3 separate regions of the Mus musculus genome follow, and all the other regions are linked to region 1. The links are chromatin contacts, called in public Hi-C and promoter capture Hi-C maps. All regions are on one chromosome and are shown on one strand. Each heading gives the region's core, a stretch centred on a gene start, on an enhancer-like site or on the middle of the called end of the contact. The rest is flanking DNA. Distances are from core to core; before and after follow the strand shown.

The links. Promoter capture Hi-C pulls out the DNA fragments that hold promoters and counts their contacts. Hi-C and Micro-C count contacts between places; a contact is called where the count stands out from the background.
Region 2: a promoter capture Hi-C map of hippocampal neurons shows a contact between it and region 1, with 2.6 times the contacts expected there. The contact joins the promoter of Cacna1i here to the enhancer-like site in region 1. A contact is called at or near these places in 15 of 39 promoter capture datasets (the 3T3-L1 cell line, the C10 cell line, the HPC-7 cell line and 10 more), 2 of 15 datasets of contacts at CTCF or cohesin (the NIH/3T3 cell line and large pre-B cells), 6 of 484 Hi-C or Micro-C datasets (the G1E-ER4 cell line, bone marrow-derived macrophages, cerebellar granule neurons and 3 more), 2 of 115 datasets of contacts at active chromatin or transcription factors (embryonic stem cells and forebrain) and 3 of 9 other capture datasets (embryonic stem cells, liver and macrophages).
Region 3: a Hi-C map of cerebral cortex shows a contact between it and region 1, with 2.1 times the contacts expected there. The contact joins two enhancer-like sites. A contact is called at or near these places in 1 of 39 promoter capture datasets (hippocampal neurons), 1 of 15 datasets of contacts at CTCF or cohesin (the NIH/3T3 cell line), 3 of 484 Hi-C or Micro-C datasets (cerebral cortex, cortical neurons and nephron progenitors), 2 of 115 datasets of contacts at active chromatin or transcription factors (T-cell acute lymphoblastic leukemia and large pre-B cells) and 3 of 9 other capture datasets (embryonic stem cells, liver and pancreatic islet).

Annotation. Positions count from the first base shown.
Region 1 is chr15:80,416,972-80,421,568 of GRCm38.p6, reverse strand. No RefSeq gene overlaps it. Among named protein-coding and RNA genes, the nearest start is that of Gm41363, 19 kb to the right of the region's middle. Within about 2 kb of position 3,233, at least 18 of the 459 cell types and tissues checked have an H3K27ac peak or open chromatin away from gene starts, as enhancers often do. A contact at or near this core is called in cerebral cortex and hippocampal neurons, where this site is marked.
Region 2 is chr15:80,285,251-80,289,973 of GRCm38.p6, reverse strand. Cacna1i (calcium channel, voltage-dependent, alpha 1I subunit) reads right to left here and starts at 2,736. Exons shown (of 37, transcript NM_001044308.2): 1 at 2,197-2,736. Gm31319 (a long non-coding RNA gene) reads left to right here and starts at 243. Exons shown (of 2, transcript XR_384257.3): 1 at 243-464; 2 at 1,562-2,106.
Region 3 is chr15:80,611,935-80,616,518 of GRCm38.p6, reverse strand. All of the region lies in intron 1 of Grap2 (GRB2-related adaptor protein 2), which reads right to left. Among named protein-coding and RNA genes, the nearest start is that of Mir6957, 32 kb to the left of the region's middle. Within about 2 kb of position 1,843, at least 42 of the 459 cell types and tissues checked have an H3K27ac peak or open chromatin away from gene starts, as enhancers often do. A contact at or near this core is called in cerebral cortex, where this site is marked.

The DNA.
Region 1 (4,597 bases), core at 1,984-4,483:
AAAGCAAGGGATTCATGGAGCTGGGGAGATTATTGCATGATCAGGAGCTCTGATTGTTCCTCAAGACAATCCGGGTTGGGTTCCCAACAACCACATAGTGCTTACAACAGTCTATAACTCTAAGTGACCTGACTCTCTTCTTGGGTCTCCACAGGGGAACCAGGAATGCATGTGGTTACACATACATACATGCAAGCATGGACGTAAATTAGAAATATAAATATACTCATATATTTATATAAATAAATAAATATTTCGTTTTATTTTATTTGCATTTTAATCGCAAATTTACAAGATTCTTTTAAATAAATTCTAACCAGTCTGCTGTGTATGCTCTTTCCCCATTGCCCAGCATGTTCAGCCTTCCCAATCTCGTCTCCATACTCTGGGTAAGAACTGCCTAAAGCATGGCCCGTGACACCCCAGCTGTTATATTTCTATTATCACACTCTGATGTCCACACCGGGACAGCTACTTGTGTTGTCAGGCCCTAGCATGGCTCTCCTGCCCCAGGGAAACCCCAGTAGCCCTGATGTATCTGTTCACCCTGCCCTGAGGAATCTTTCCTGTGCCCACATGCTGGGCCGTGCCCACCTCCAGCTGCTCTTTCCTGGATACTCATAGACCTAACTCTGTCTCTCTCAGCACTAGCCTGACCTGGTCTGAACCTCTGCGTTTGAGGGAAGTTGCCTTAAAGTTCATCTTTTATCAGCAAGGACCCTGCACCAGCCTACCAGAAAGGTGGTGGACAAGCATGGCATGTTGTTTCCCATTTTAATAATGGTTTTTTAAAATCAAGATATCAAATAAAAAGGGTCGAAGACAGGTTTATACTGTCAGTTTTCCTTTCTAAACCCCCACCCACAGTTCTTCTGCCTAAACTACCAAAGCAGACACATCAACTGTGTACTCTAAGTCCTCCCTCCTTCCCCCTCCCTCCCTCCTCCCTCTCTCCCTCTTCCCTCTCTCCTTCCCTCTTCCCTCCTTTTTTCTTCTTTTCTCCCTCCTTCCCTCCTTTCTCCTTCCTCCTTCCCTCTCTTCCTTTTTTCTTTTTTTCTCCCTCACTCCCTCTTTGCTTCCTCCCTTCTCTCCCTCCTTTGTCCTCTGTCCTCCGTCCTCCATCCTCTCTCCTCCCTCCTCCCTCCTCCCTCCTCCCTCTCTCCACCCTCCCTTTCTTCCTTCCATCTCTTGCCACACTTGGCTGTGCATGTGCCATGTCTCATTTAAGAATGGTCCAGATGCCCCTTGCAGATCTTTCTCTCTCAGGCCACACAGATGGAGTCTGTCCCCTTTGGTGGTTTCTTGGAATTCCAGGATACCCAGGGGGAATGCCGCATTATCAGTTTCAACCCTGTCTTGATGGAAGCTTGGGTTGCTTCCATAACTGCTATAAGTAGCTTTGTGTATTTGTTCGATAATTTTTTGGGAATGCAGTCCTTGGGTCAAAGGTCATAGGCCTCCCTGGATACCACCTACTGGCTCAACTCTACAACCTGCTGGGATGTCCTGTCAGCCCCAGCACCTCTCCATTTCTCTTAAGCTTCCAGGTAAGCCTCATAGCCAACCCCACTCAGGCTTTGACAACTACTCTTACACTCATTCATTCATTCATTCATTCATCCATCCCTTCTCTCCTCTGGTCCAGATCCTGGGCCAAGTGCCGAGCATTCACATTAGGCCATACCCAGCCTTCAGAGCCTTCAGAATAGACCTAGATCCTCTTCCTCCATGAAATCTCCATGTCCCTATGTGGTCTTCAATCTCCTCTCCAAGCCCTACAAAGCCATCTACAGATAACCTGCATACCTTCACCTGGGTAACAGAGACCCACAAAGGAGCCCTCTGAGGAGATCTGTTCTATAGCCAGGCTCACAGAACCCCTCCCTCCATTCCAGAAACCACCCCTGTCCACCCCTGATGGAGGTAGGGCTATGGGGATTCCTCCTGGGCACTTGGAAAGGCTGAGATGTCAGGCAGAAGGTTCTGGGTTCAGAAGGTACAGAGATCAGCCTAGGCCCACATACCATGACAGGCTGTGGGATGGTAATGACAGCCGTGGTAGGCAAGCCAGCCCATGGCTTAGAGGCTGAGACTGCCTCAGAGATGGGTCAGTGCTAGAAACAAAAGCCTTAGAAGGCCCAGGAGCTGCCTTCCCTCCCTGAGAGCCCCCTGAATCCTCCCAAAAAACTGATGTTTCTCTCCAACCTTTCTGCTCCCCAGCAGAAGGCCCCTCCAGCTCAGTCTATAGCTCCTGCTCCTCTGCTCCCATCCTGCTGTGCTGGAGACTCTTGTCAGCCCCAAGCAAGAGCCACGCGGTTCTTGACAGGCCATTGAGGAAGCCACATAACACACCATCTTCACCATAGAGCTGCTTCCAATGCCACTGAATTGAATCCTTCGTGGCTTTTGTCTTAGTTAGGGTTTTACTGCTGTAAATAGACACCATGACCAAGGAAAGTCTTATAAAGGACAACATATATTTGGGGCTGGCTTACAGGTTCAGAGGTTGAGTCCATTATCATCAAGGCAGAGCATGGCAGCGTCCAGGCAGGCATGGTGCAGAAAGAGCTGAGAGTTCTACATCTGAAGGCTGCTAGGAGAATACTGGCTTCCAGGCAGCTAAGATGAGGGTCTTAAGCCCATGCTCACAGTGACACACCTCCTCCAACAAGGCCACACCTCCTAATAGTGCCACTCCCTGGGCCAAGCATATACAAACCATCACAGCCTTTGTTTCTAGAAAGTTCTCAAAGCCAGAGTGCAAGTCCCTGATGTAGCCCTTAATCCTGTGTCCTAGGCAAGCATGGTGGCACATCTGCAATCTCAGCTCTTGGAAGGGAGAGGGGAGGGAGCGTGGATGAGGCCTGAGCTATGAAGTCTCAAAAATTCAGGGAAAAAAAAAAAAGTCTTGAATCTCTGTTTCTCTGGCAGCCAAGAGGATGGGTCTGAACGGGACTATTACTGAGAAATGGAAGGCACTGGAAACTCATTGAACAGGGCAGCTGCATAGGCTGCACCACCCATGGCAGCAGGGTCTATGCGAGCTGAGCCCAGATGTGGGAAGCCACCTGGGTATGGCTCCCTTCACTGACATTTGAGCTCTGGGCTGAGCCCTGGAGGCAGTGGGTAATGAAGACAGCTTTGCTCTAGAGCCAGCACAAGTTTACTGTCCTTAGGCAGCTCCTGCAGCAGGGGACAAGAACACAGTGTCTCCCAGAGCACAGTGGCTGAGGCTTACATAAGTTAGACAGTAGGAGGGTTTCCTCCCACAGTGACACTGCACAGCCTGCCGGGCTCCCTGCTCCACCCCATCATCATGATGAGCAGGGACACAGTCAGGGGACAGGAGCATTCCATGACCCTCCTCCTCAAACTGACAGGGCCATCTGCATCCCTGTCACATCCTCATGGACTCCTAGAATGTGGGGTACACTTGCCCGGTCACTTGAGAGCTTTCCAGTTCCATGCCACCCCAGCACCTCGAGGTCCTCCCCCAACGGCCCTGCTGTGACAACATGCTGAAACCAAAATGACATCATTCTCTTGGGGGCTGAGTAGAGACTCTGAGCTGCATGGCCCTTCTACAGATATGATCCACTGATGGCAGCAGATTTCAAGCCCAAAAGACGGCTGGATGGGCCGCATTGCTCTCAGATCTTTTTCTCCTTTAATAGAGAACTCATGGGGGCAAGGTCCCTTCATGCCCTCAGGGCAGAGCAGCTGGCCTCCAAGGAGCAGGTTCCAAGAGCTGAGGAGCCCCTTGATGGATGTAGTGCCCTAGTTGGTAGAGCTCCTGTCTGCTGTAACTGAATCCTAGGGTCCAACACTGGATAAACTGGGCATAGTGATACACACCTATAATCCCAGCTCTTAGACATAGAGGCAGGGTGAACAGAGGCACGAGAGAGAGAAAAAGAGAGAGAGTTCAAGACTAGCCTGGTTTACAGTAGACCTTGAAAACAGTGAAATAGAGCATTTAGGCTCCCTAAGTGGAGGGGCAGGGGACAACAGAGGTCACCCTGACTGACCTGAAAGAGTGGACAGACGACCAAGATGTTAAGCCCCTTCTGATGGCATCAGGATCTGCCAAACGTAAGAGACAGGTGGAGCAGGTCATTCGTATTCACCCCAGATGCTGGGGACGCGGGGGGGGGGGGGGGGGCGTGTAGGGGAGGCAGGTAGGGAGCTAACCCTTTCCCCACTCAGTCAGTGAGCCACTTTACCACCGAGTGGTTGAGGCTAGGAAGTTCTCAGAGCATAATGTCCAGATTCCGTTGGCTCAGAGCCCGAGCACAGACAGCTGAAGGCCAGGGCTGACCTGGTCCCAGAGCCCAGGGGAACATCAGCCTGTTGGCGGCACTGGAGAAGCAGTGACAGTCAAGAGAAAGAGGCCTGAGGAAGCAGCAGGCCGAAACCATTAAGCAGAGCCCAGGGAAAGGAGAGGCCCCTCTTGGGGCCATTAAACCCAGTCATTAATTTAAGGAGTAGAACCTTCCCTAATAATAGCCATGGGCTGTCCCCAGAGGCTTCTGGAAGGCTGGGTGCTGCTTGTCAGCTGCAGGTAACAAAAATGCCATCAGCATCTTACAGCCTGGCC
Region 2 (4,723 bases), core at 1,487-3,986, 130 kb after region 1:
ATCATCACCTCGGCAAGAGAGCTCTAATCTGCTGGGGGTGGCCTCTGTGGGGGAAGGGCACGGCCCAGAGTCTGTCCTGGGAGCTGCACTTGGGGTATGGGGATGAACGGTAGGGACAGAGCAGGAGATGTGGCCAGACTGTGTGTTCTGAGCACGTCTCTTGAGTTCAGAAGCACTTGGAGGTTTTAGGGTACCGCTTGCAGTAGCCGCTTCCCAGGATGGGTGAATGACAAGCAAGTCCTCTATGGTGGAGAGTCGACTAGGGTGGAGGAGTGAGCGGGAGGTTCCTACAGCAAAACCCCACCCACTTGCCCAAGGTCAAGGGGAGTCAACCTGCGGGGATAAAGACTTGCCGGCGCCCCCTGGCGGACTTAGAAGATACCCTCACTGGTCCAGTCTTGCAGAAGCTATTGATTCAAGAGCCAAGTGGGGAAGGCAGACAAGGAGGTTAGACAGGAACTCAGGTAAGAAGGGTAGAGAACTTCAGTCGAGGGAAAGAGGGGCCTCCAGACAGGCTTTTAGCCCCTCCCCCAAACTGTTCTAGCTGCCTGAGGAGCCTCCTGCTCGCAGGCACTGCTCTGAGCAGCCGTAGTGATTCCCTCAGGCCTTCTACGGTTATGGAAGGTTCTCCAGTTGGGTGCCAGGCCAGCGCAGGGTCCCCTTCTTGTCTCTTCATCCACCCCTAATCTGCTGCCCCAAGCTTAGTTCTAGCTCATATCTTCCTATCCCATCCTGACATCTCACCCACTGATACCCCGTGCCTGGAAACCACTACTGCCCAGGCCCAGGACTTGGAGCCCAAACAGAAAGTTTGTCCCGAGGGGTGGACAAGAGTTTTGAAGGAGTCCTTGAAGCTGAGTCCGGATGTTGATTCACGAAGTGATTCCAGTTTAGTGAGTGAGAACCAGAAGACAGGCCTGAACCCCCTCAGCAAACCTTTTCCCCAGCCTGGCCCTGGGACCCATACCCTTCCTTGTGTGTGGCATTTGAGTCTGCAGGCAGTGGTAGAATCTGCAGAGACAAATCTCCCACACAATGAGCAATGAGGAAAGGACTGCTCAGGCCAGCCTGAGCCCTCCATTCTAGGACGGCAGTCACATGCGAAGCAGACCCTGTCACACTACGCAGACACAGAGAGGCAGGCTCTCTCTCTCTCTCTCTCTCTCTCTCTCTCTCTCTCTCTCTGCCTCTCTCCTTTTTTCTGTCATACACACACACACACACACACACACACACACGCATGCACTCACACCTACACACATGCATACAACTCAAAACCCAGACTCCACAGGCCAGAATACATTCAGGGGTCTCTCCTTGGACCCCGATCTCCTCTCAAAAACCTAAGATCCTGCTGAGAAAGGACAGAGCACAGGGGCTGGCCGCTGTCTCCGCTGGGCCTATTTCTGAGCCCCCTCCCCCAGGCTTCCTGACCTCCCAGAAAAGAGATCTACCCACCCCCTGCTGAGCCCTCTTGCCCCTTCACTCCACACACACCATCCAACAGACAATTAAATCCCAATCATCACAAACACTCATTATATAACCTTCTCCCTGGCAGCTGAGGACTCCTCTTGGCCCCTTGGACTGCCCGCTCCAACCCGACCTGGCTTCATGCAGCGCGACCTAGGTGGGCGCCTAGGGTGACTGGCGAAGGAAGGGCCCTCCACCACCCGGCCTGGAGGAAAGTTAAACCCTGCCCGGGGTTCTCTCACTCAATCCCGCCCGCCGTCCTCCGTCTCTAGCTAACGCTCCTAGCTCAGCCCTGCCGGACACTGGCACCAGCTCTGATCCAGCTGGTCGCAGAGCCGCAGCAGAGGGACAGCAGGACGGACGGACAGACCGCCCGGGCCCCCGCCAGCAGCCTGACTTGTTGAATAAATTTCTGCAGCGCTGGTTGAGCCGGCTTTGGGTTTCAGTATTGGCACCAAGAGAACTTTCGTGGCCTTGGAGAGGGGCCCCGGTCAAAGTTCCCTGTCCTTCCAACGCAGGGCCCCCACCCCACCCCCCAAGCAAGGGATGTGACGCCCACCTGATGGGTACGCGCGGGCGGGTGAGGGGGATCAGTCCCCAGAAATAATAAATAAATAAATAAACAAACAAAAACGCCTCTATAAAGAAAGAGCCCGACGCGCCAAGAAACCAAGCTGGGGGCTGAGCCTCTCCTTCCCCCTCCACCGTCACTGCCTCCCCTACCTTGGCATGGACGTGGCTGGGCAGCGGGGTCGTCCCGGGCAGAGATGCGGGGGTGACGCGTGTCCCCGAAGCCGGCGTGGAGAGGGACCCCGCGCCCCGCCGGCCCCACGCCTCAGATTCCGGGATCAGCTGCGCCCCCGGGGCGAGGGGGGCGGCGCACGCAGGGTGGCGGGCCCGGGGGCGCGGGCCATGGCGGGCGGGTCGCCGCGGCTCGGGGCGGGTGGCGCGGACGAGCGGCGGACCGCGCGGAGTTGGAGCGCGCGGCGGGCGGCGGGCGCGCGGCGCTCCGGGCCGGGGGCGGGGGCGCGGGGCCGCGGCAGGGCAGGTGCGGGGCGGCAGGCGCGGCGGAGCGCGGGGTCGGGTCACCCGGGTCCCCGGCTTCGGCGCCCCTGGCGCCCCCGGCCCGGACTCGAGGCGCAAAGGGGCTGCGCGCGACGGGGGCTGCGGAGGAGCCGGAGCGCCAGGCGGTGCGGGGACGTGCGGCGGCGGCGAGACCGAGCCGCGCCGCGTGCGAGGAAAAGCCGTCCTTATACTGACACCAAATGTCTTCGGGGAAAGCTGCAGGCTCGGGGCGCTGGAGGGGGAGGTGTGCGGGCGACAGACTGAGTGACGGTGGCGCGACTGAGTCCCCTCCGGAGAGGCGGGAGCCCCCGGGAGTGCAGCCACCTCCTAACAATTTAGGGTCGCACCGCTGGGGAGGGTCCTGACCCTTTTGGCCCTGGGCTTTGTCCATCATGCGTAAAAACGGGAGAGCCTTTGAATGAGCAGCCCAGGTGCCTAACGCTTATTGGTCTTGTTACACTTCGGATTCTCACTGGGCTTCCTGTTGGGGTGCTTGCTCCACTGCCCAATGAGGGGGTCACCAGCATAATGCTCGAACCGGTCTCCAAAGGTCGTTCAGAAACCCAAGTTCCCACCAAGCTTCCCATTCTGGTCCCACTTCTTCCTGCCCTTCAAGATGGACGCAAAAGACCACCAGCAGTGGCCGTTGCATGCCTGTAATCCCAGAAGAAGCAGGCAGACCTTTAAATTCGAGATTATCCTTAGTCCATAAAGCCAGTTCCAGGCCTACATAATGAGAACCCAATCTCAAAAAAAGAAAAGGAAAATCCTACCTCCTTTTAAAAGCTTCTGAGTGACCTACACGCCCCCCTCCCGTCCACGAGGTGAGCAGATGCCCATCTTTACCCAGCTGCAAGGTCAATCTTCCACCTCACCCCTGGGCAGCTGAGAGACCATGAAATGGGCACCCATCTCTCTTGTTTTCTGCAGCACCAACTCCCCAATCCCAGCCCTCTTACCAGGTAGCCCCACCTCCCCCCTGCATGGGTTATAGACTCCAGGAAGGAGTGTGCAGGATTGTGAGCCCTTTTCATTGGTTCCTATGTATATAAGCAGATTAAAGGTATCGAGATCCTGCCAAATGCCAATCAACTGCTTGTTTTCCCTGGGACCCTGGAACAGGGCACCTCATTTTGCTGTCAACAAAACTTGAGACTAGAGATGAGCCTTAAGCCAGAGGTCGCTCTGCTGGAGAGCAGCCGCCCCATGTATGAAGTGGGTGCTCCCCGGTCCATACCCACTGTCAGTTTGTCTTAGCTTTCTGCTGCTGGAATGGTAGGACATTGACCAACAGCAACTCTGGGAGGAAAGGGTTTATTGGGCTTTAAGCAGCCATCATGCAGGAAGCTGGAGGCAGGGACTGAAGCAGAGGCTACCAGAGGGCTGCTGCTTCCTGACTTGTTCCTGGTGGCTTGCTTAGCTTGCTTTCTTATACAACCCAGGACCACTTATCCAGGGGTGGTACCACAGCGGGTTTCGGTTAATCCAGAAAACAGCCCACAGCTGTGTCCGCAGGCCAATCTAAGGAAGCAGTTCCTCACCTGAGCTCTCCTCCTTCTAGGTGTCTCTAGTTTGTGTCAAGTTGACAAAAACCAGGCTGGATAGCCAGAGCAAGTGGGGGCCAGAGCAAAAGGGAGAAGGGGAGGGGATTGGTGGGGGAGAGCTGAAAAACAAAACAAAACAAAACAAAACAAAACAAAACAAAACAAACAAAACAAGTTGGAGAGATGGCTCAACAATTAAGAGCACTGACTGCTCTTCAGAGATCCTGAGTTCAATTCCCAGCAACCACATGGTGGCTCCCACCCATCTGTAATGGGATCCGATGCCCTCTTCTGCTGTGTCTGAGGAGAGCAACAGTGAACTCACATACATAAAATGAATAATAAAATAAATCTTTTTAAAAATAGTTAACAAAAACTAACCAGCTCCCCACTATCATTACCCCCCTTGCAAGATGGGCCACCCTGTCTGGCCCTTCCGACTTCCATGGAGAGTGTGTGGTGGGGTCTCTTCATGAGGCTTGGGCTCCAGGAGGAAAAAATGTAGCAAATGCCCCAGGAACCAGTTGTTCTGGCAGAGGGGCCAGACTGCGGAGGTGAGACAATTTTTATAAAAAGACTCCCAGGGAATGTGTGGTAAGTTAGGAGGCCTCCTGTAGTGTGAATTGAACCAGCCAGCCAAC
Region 3 (4,584 bases), core at 594-3,093, 200 kb before region 1:
GAAAATAGATGCACAGCTCTGATTCCGCTGCCACGGAAGAAAGCAAGACTAGCGAAGCACATCCCACCCAAATCACTTCTATCCAGGACGCGGAGATCTCCATCCCCTCCAAAGTGACCATGGGCGTACAGGGCATTTCTTATTTTTCTCCTGCCCTCTTTATTTTCTCACTCCTATGCCCCAGGGGAGCACAAATCCCCCGTCAGGACTGGGCTTGGAGACCCAGAGGAAGTGGCTTTTGATTAGAAGCCTCCGGGGCCCCACCCCCTACTCCCATCCATTTCTGTCCTGTGCGCAGGTGTGTTCCCCAAATAACAGTTCATCTTCTTGCTGCTTCTCTTCTGCGGGAAGCCACCAACAGAGCTGTCTCTAATGACAGGAGACAAAGGGGCAGCTGGTTTGGCAGCAAGGTGGCTGAGCGGGCAGGCAGGGAGGATCATACTTTCTCCTCCTCATCTGGAGAAGCCTGAGGCTCTGTCCGTCATCACCGTGACGTGCCTGCGGGGTGGGTGGGGGTGGGGCAGGTCATTCCAGGCTTTACCACTACATTGCGCGAGGCCCTATTACCTACCAGGCCCCTCCTGGAGATTTCTGCCAACCCCGGGATCTGTCTCTTCTGCTTTCCTGATTTCCAAGTGGGAAGCTTCTCTGTGGGTTGGAAGGCACTTGGTGTTCAGGTTGTGGGAAGCATATAAGCAGGATGTTTTTCAGACACACAGACAAACGTACACGTGGTGGAGTGGGGGTGGGGGTGGGGAGCCCTTAAGCAGGTCCTGTCACCGTGATTATGGCGACTGCATTCCTCTAAGGGCTCCTGCATTATTTCTCTCTTTCTTTTAATTCCCTCTTTTTCCTTCGCAAGATTTTTTTTTTTTTTTTTTTTTTTTTTTGGTTTTGTAGGAAGGAGTGGGAAGAGAGGAAGTGGAAAGGAAGAGAGGTGTGAGGACGCTGTCCTCAGGCAGGCCCCCTCCCCTCTGCCTATACCTCAGTTTCATCCCCAGCTCTCATCACACGCCCTCTCTGTAATCCCCTCTGCCTGGCTTATATAATCAACTATTTTTTTTTTTTGTGCTTATAACATATTGTGTCATTCACCCCCAAACTTTATCGAAGAAAAATACCCTTTTGCTTTTTTTTCCCTTAACCCTAACACACATGTTCTATTAAACTCAGACAACTCCCACCCCCACCCCACCCCCTTTTTTTTTTTTTTAACCTGTCAAACTGTCAGGCGAGGCTGCCTCAGAAGAAGGGAAGCTCACAGAGGAGGGGTGGGGTGAGGTCGGGGAGGGGAGGGGCGGGGCAAACCTGCCTTTAAACCCCTGTTGCTTACTTGGGCAGCTGAGGACTCTTAGTTCTCTATGCCTCAGTTTCCCCTCTGAGAATTCAGATGACGTCCTCACTTGCCACCTCCCAGGGAAAGCGAGTGCAGAAAGCCCCGTTCAGCTCTGGCATTTGCCTTCATAGTGTCTTTTCCCCAAAGCGTTTTGGCATCGGAGTATTCTACCAACATTTCTTGTAGAGAAAAACAAATGTCAAAACTGCTTTTAAAAGTGTAAATCCACCAAGCATATGCTCCTTTTTTCTCGTTTGAAGCCTCCATCTCCCCTCACTTCCCCTGGGCAGGTGCTAACTTCTTTCTCCTGGCCATGAGCCTTGGCTGTGGTGTTAGCCAAAGATATAGCCGTGGCGTGGGATGGAGACCACTCACTAGGTAGGAGGAGAAGGTTGACTTGCCAAGGAGAAAGGAGGAAACTGATTTGGCTTCTACACTCTGCCCAAACACCCAGGGCGAGATCATGGTGTGGCTGGCTTAGAACAGGAAGCTGGGGGGCAGCTGGGGGAGGGAACATACCACCCAAGTTTCACCAACGCCTAGAGACAAGAACCCGCCAAGACCAAGCGGCCCTTGCGTGCTTGTGATCTAGGATGTGGCAAGGGTTTTACCAGTGGGCACTCATTGTAATTTTGGGGGTGGAGCAGAACTGGGAATCGAACCTACTGCTTCACAGGCACGCTAGGCAAGCTCTCTACCATTGGGCTACCTCTAGAGCTCAGCATTTATTGCTGTTATTGGTGACTGGACATGGGAGAAAGAAGCAAGATATGAGAGTGAGTGTCTGATGTTTCCTAAGGCTATGTGCTTGCTCTGCTTGGTTTCTTGGCCTCCATTGGTACTAGCAAAATCATGGGCCTTCCTCCCACCAGGTCAGGATAATTGCTAACTAGCTTAGGCCTACTGAACCTTCCTGGGTGGCTGGCTGTCAGCTAAGAAATTGACAGCAGCAATTCCCACATACCATGGAAATTCAAGCCCATTACTTCTTGGTCAAAGAGGCAATGACTGCAATAAACTGGCTGACCTCAGAGTGGGCAATCGTGGGCTCAAAGGCAATTTTAGAAATGGGAACCGTGTGTCACTTCACACAAACTGCAGCCCCCCCACTTCCTCCTCCCTCCGCCTTCTCCCCTCCCCCTCTCTCCCGCCCACCCCCTGCAACACATTCAAGGGTTTTCAAGTTCACGCTCTCTTTTAAACACTAGTCACTTACCATGGCTATATTTAGAATGTATGTTTTAAAAATTCTCCTGTTGTTTTATTAAAACAACACCATGCAAACCTCGAAACAACAGCATCAAAATGCCAAGATATCACCGGCCCTACTAGAGAGAGGTCCCTGACAGCCCCACTGGGCTGTCAAGCTGACTTCTGACCCAGCAATCCTGTGCTTTAGGGCAACAACAGAAATGATGGGAGAAAGGCTGATGCATCTCTGGCTGATTGCCCCGTTATCCTTCCGGTTTCCTAGAGCCATAGCAATTGTCTACGGACACACCGTGCTGCGGGCAAGTCCGAGTGGAAATGAAGCATTACAAATACCTCCCTGACTCCACAAGCGTTTTGTGAACCCCGTCAGAAGGGTGCGGGGAGCGGCTGAGGGAGATGAAAGTAAAGGGCAAGAAAGGGACAGTCAGACAGATTTCTACAGAAGCCAGTCTTTTTCCTCCTTCCCATTTCCTATTCAGGGCACGTCACGGTTCTCCTTCAAATAAATCACTAGGACGTTATGGGACCTTCATGCTCCTCCTCCTCTTCCCTTCGGCCCAGTTCAGATTTGTTTTTATTGATCTGGGCTCTGAAAGTTGGTCGTATTTATCATGTGTTTGAAAACCCTCCATCTTTTGCTCTGTGGTCACTGGGGCTGTAACATTGCTCATACCCATAACACACTCCCTGTCGGTCTCCTCTTTTTCCCCTCCCTATCCGTGCCTGAGGTTCTCGTCACTCTTGTTTGATCAACACACACACGTGTAGCCCAGAAGACTCTGTGATCACAGCCACCTTAATCTTTTTGTCATTTTTCCTTGTGTCATCAAATCCCCGTTTATCATTGGAACGCTGGCCATTTTTCAGCTCACTGGTTTCCAAGCCTGCAGAAGCGAACATTAACTCAGACAGTCACTTACCTGCCTTCAGTCCATAAGTCTATTCCTGAAACCCTAGAGGTGCTGACAGCTTCATAGAGCAAGTCACCCCGTAAAAGCACTAAAAGTTGCCAATCAAAGGGATGGTATTAACTGGGCTTGGTGGTGGTACATGCTTATAATCCTCAACACTTTGGAGGCTGAGGCAGGAGAATCACAAATTTGATATTGCCTTGGAATTCATAGTGAGTCTCTGTCTCAAAAAAAAAATCAGAAAACAAGACAAGCAAAAACCCAGTTAAAGGGATATTATTTTGAATTTTGCTGGTCAAGTAAATAATTAGAATTTTCTCATTTTAGGAAAATGTAGGCCTTCCTTGAATGAGTTTGGTTATCTATCCATCTATCTATCTATCTATCTATCTATCTATCTATCTATCTATCTATCATCTATCTATCTATCATCTATCTATCTATCTATTATCTACCTATCTACCATCTATCTATCTATCTATCTATCTATCTATCTATCTATCTATCTATCTCCATACAGGGTCTCATACTGGATACAAAGTCAATGCTGGCCTCAAACTCCCGATTTTCTGCCTTTATTTCCCCAGTGTCACGATTACAGGTAAGCACCACAGCCAGCTGGTCTCTCTTTCGTTTGTCTTGGCACTTTTGATCAAGAAAGGCCCCCAACTTTGGGCTCACCAAGTTGGCAGCAGTTCACAAAGCAATTTGGGTTTCTCCTCAGCGGGCATGTAGGTGCAAGGGAAGCAGCTTGGTTGTAAAATGCAAGCAAACTGCTTGGCATGTCTGTTACATTGAACAAAAATGTCTCTCCTCATCCCAGACATTGCTCAAAGAAGAAAAAGGGGAGGAGGAGGGGGGGAGGAGGAGGAGGAGGAGGAGGAGGAGGAGGAGGAGGAGGAGAAGAAGAAGAAGAAGAAGAAGAAGAAGAAGAAGAAGAAGAAGAAGAAGAAGAAGGAAGAAGAAGAAGAAGAAGAAGAAGAAGAAGAAGGAAGAAGAAGAAGAAGAAGAAGAAGAAGAAGAACAACAACAACAACAACAACAACAACAACAACAACAACAACCCAGACCACCATAAATCCCAGATTTTCTTTCCTAAATATGACTGTTCCAGAGTCTTTCATC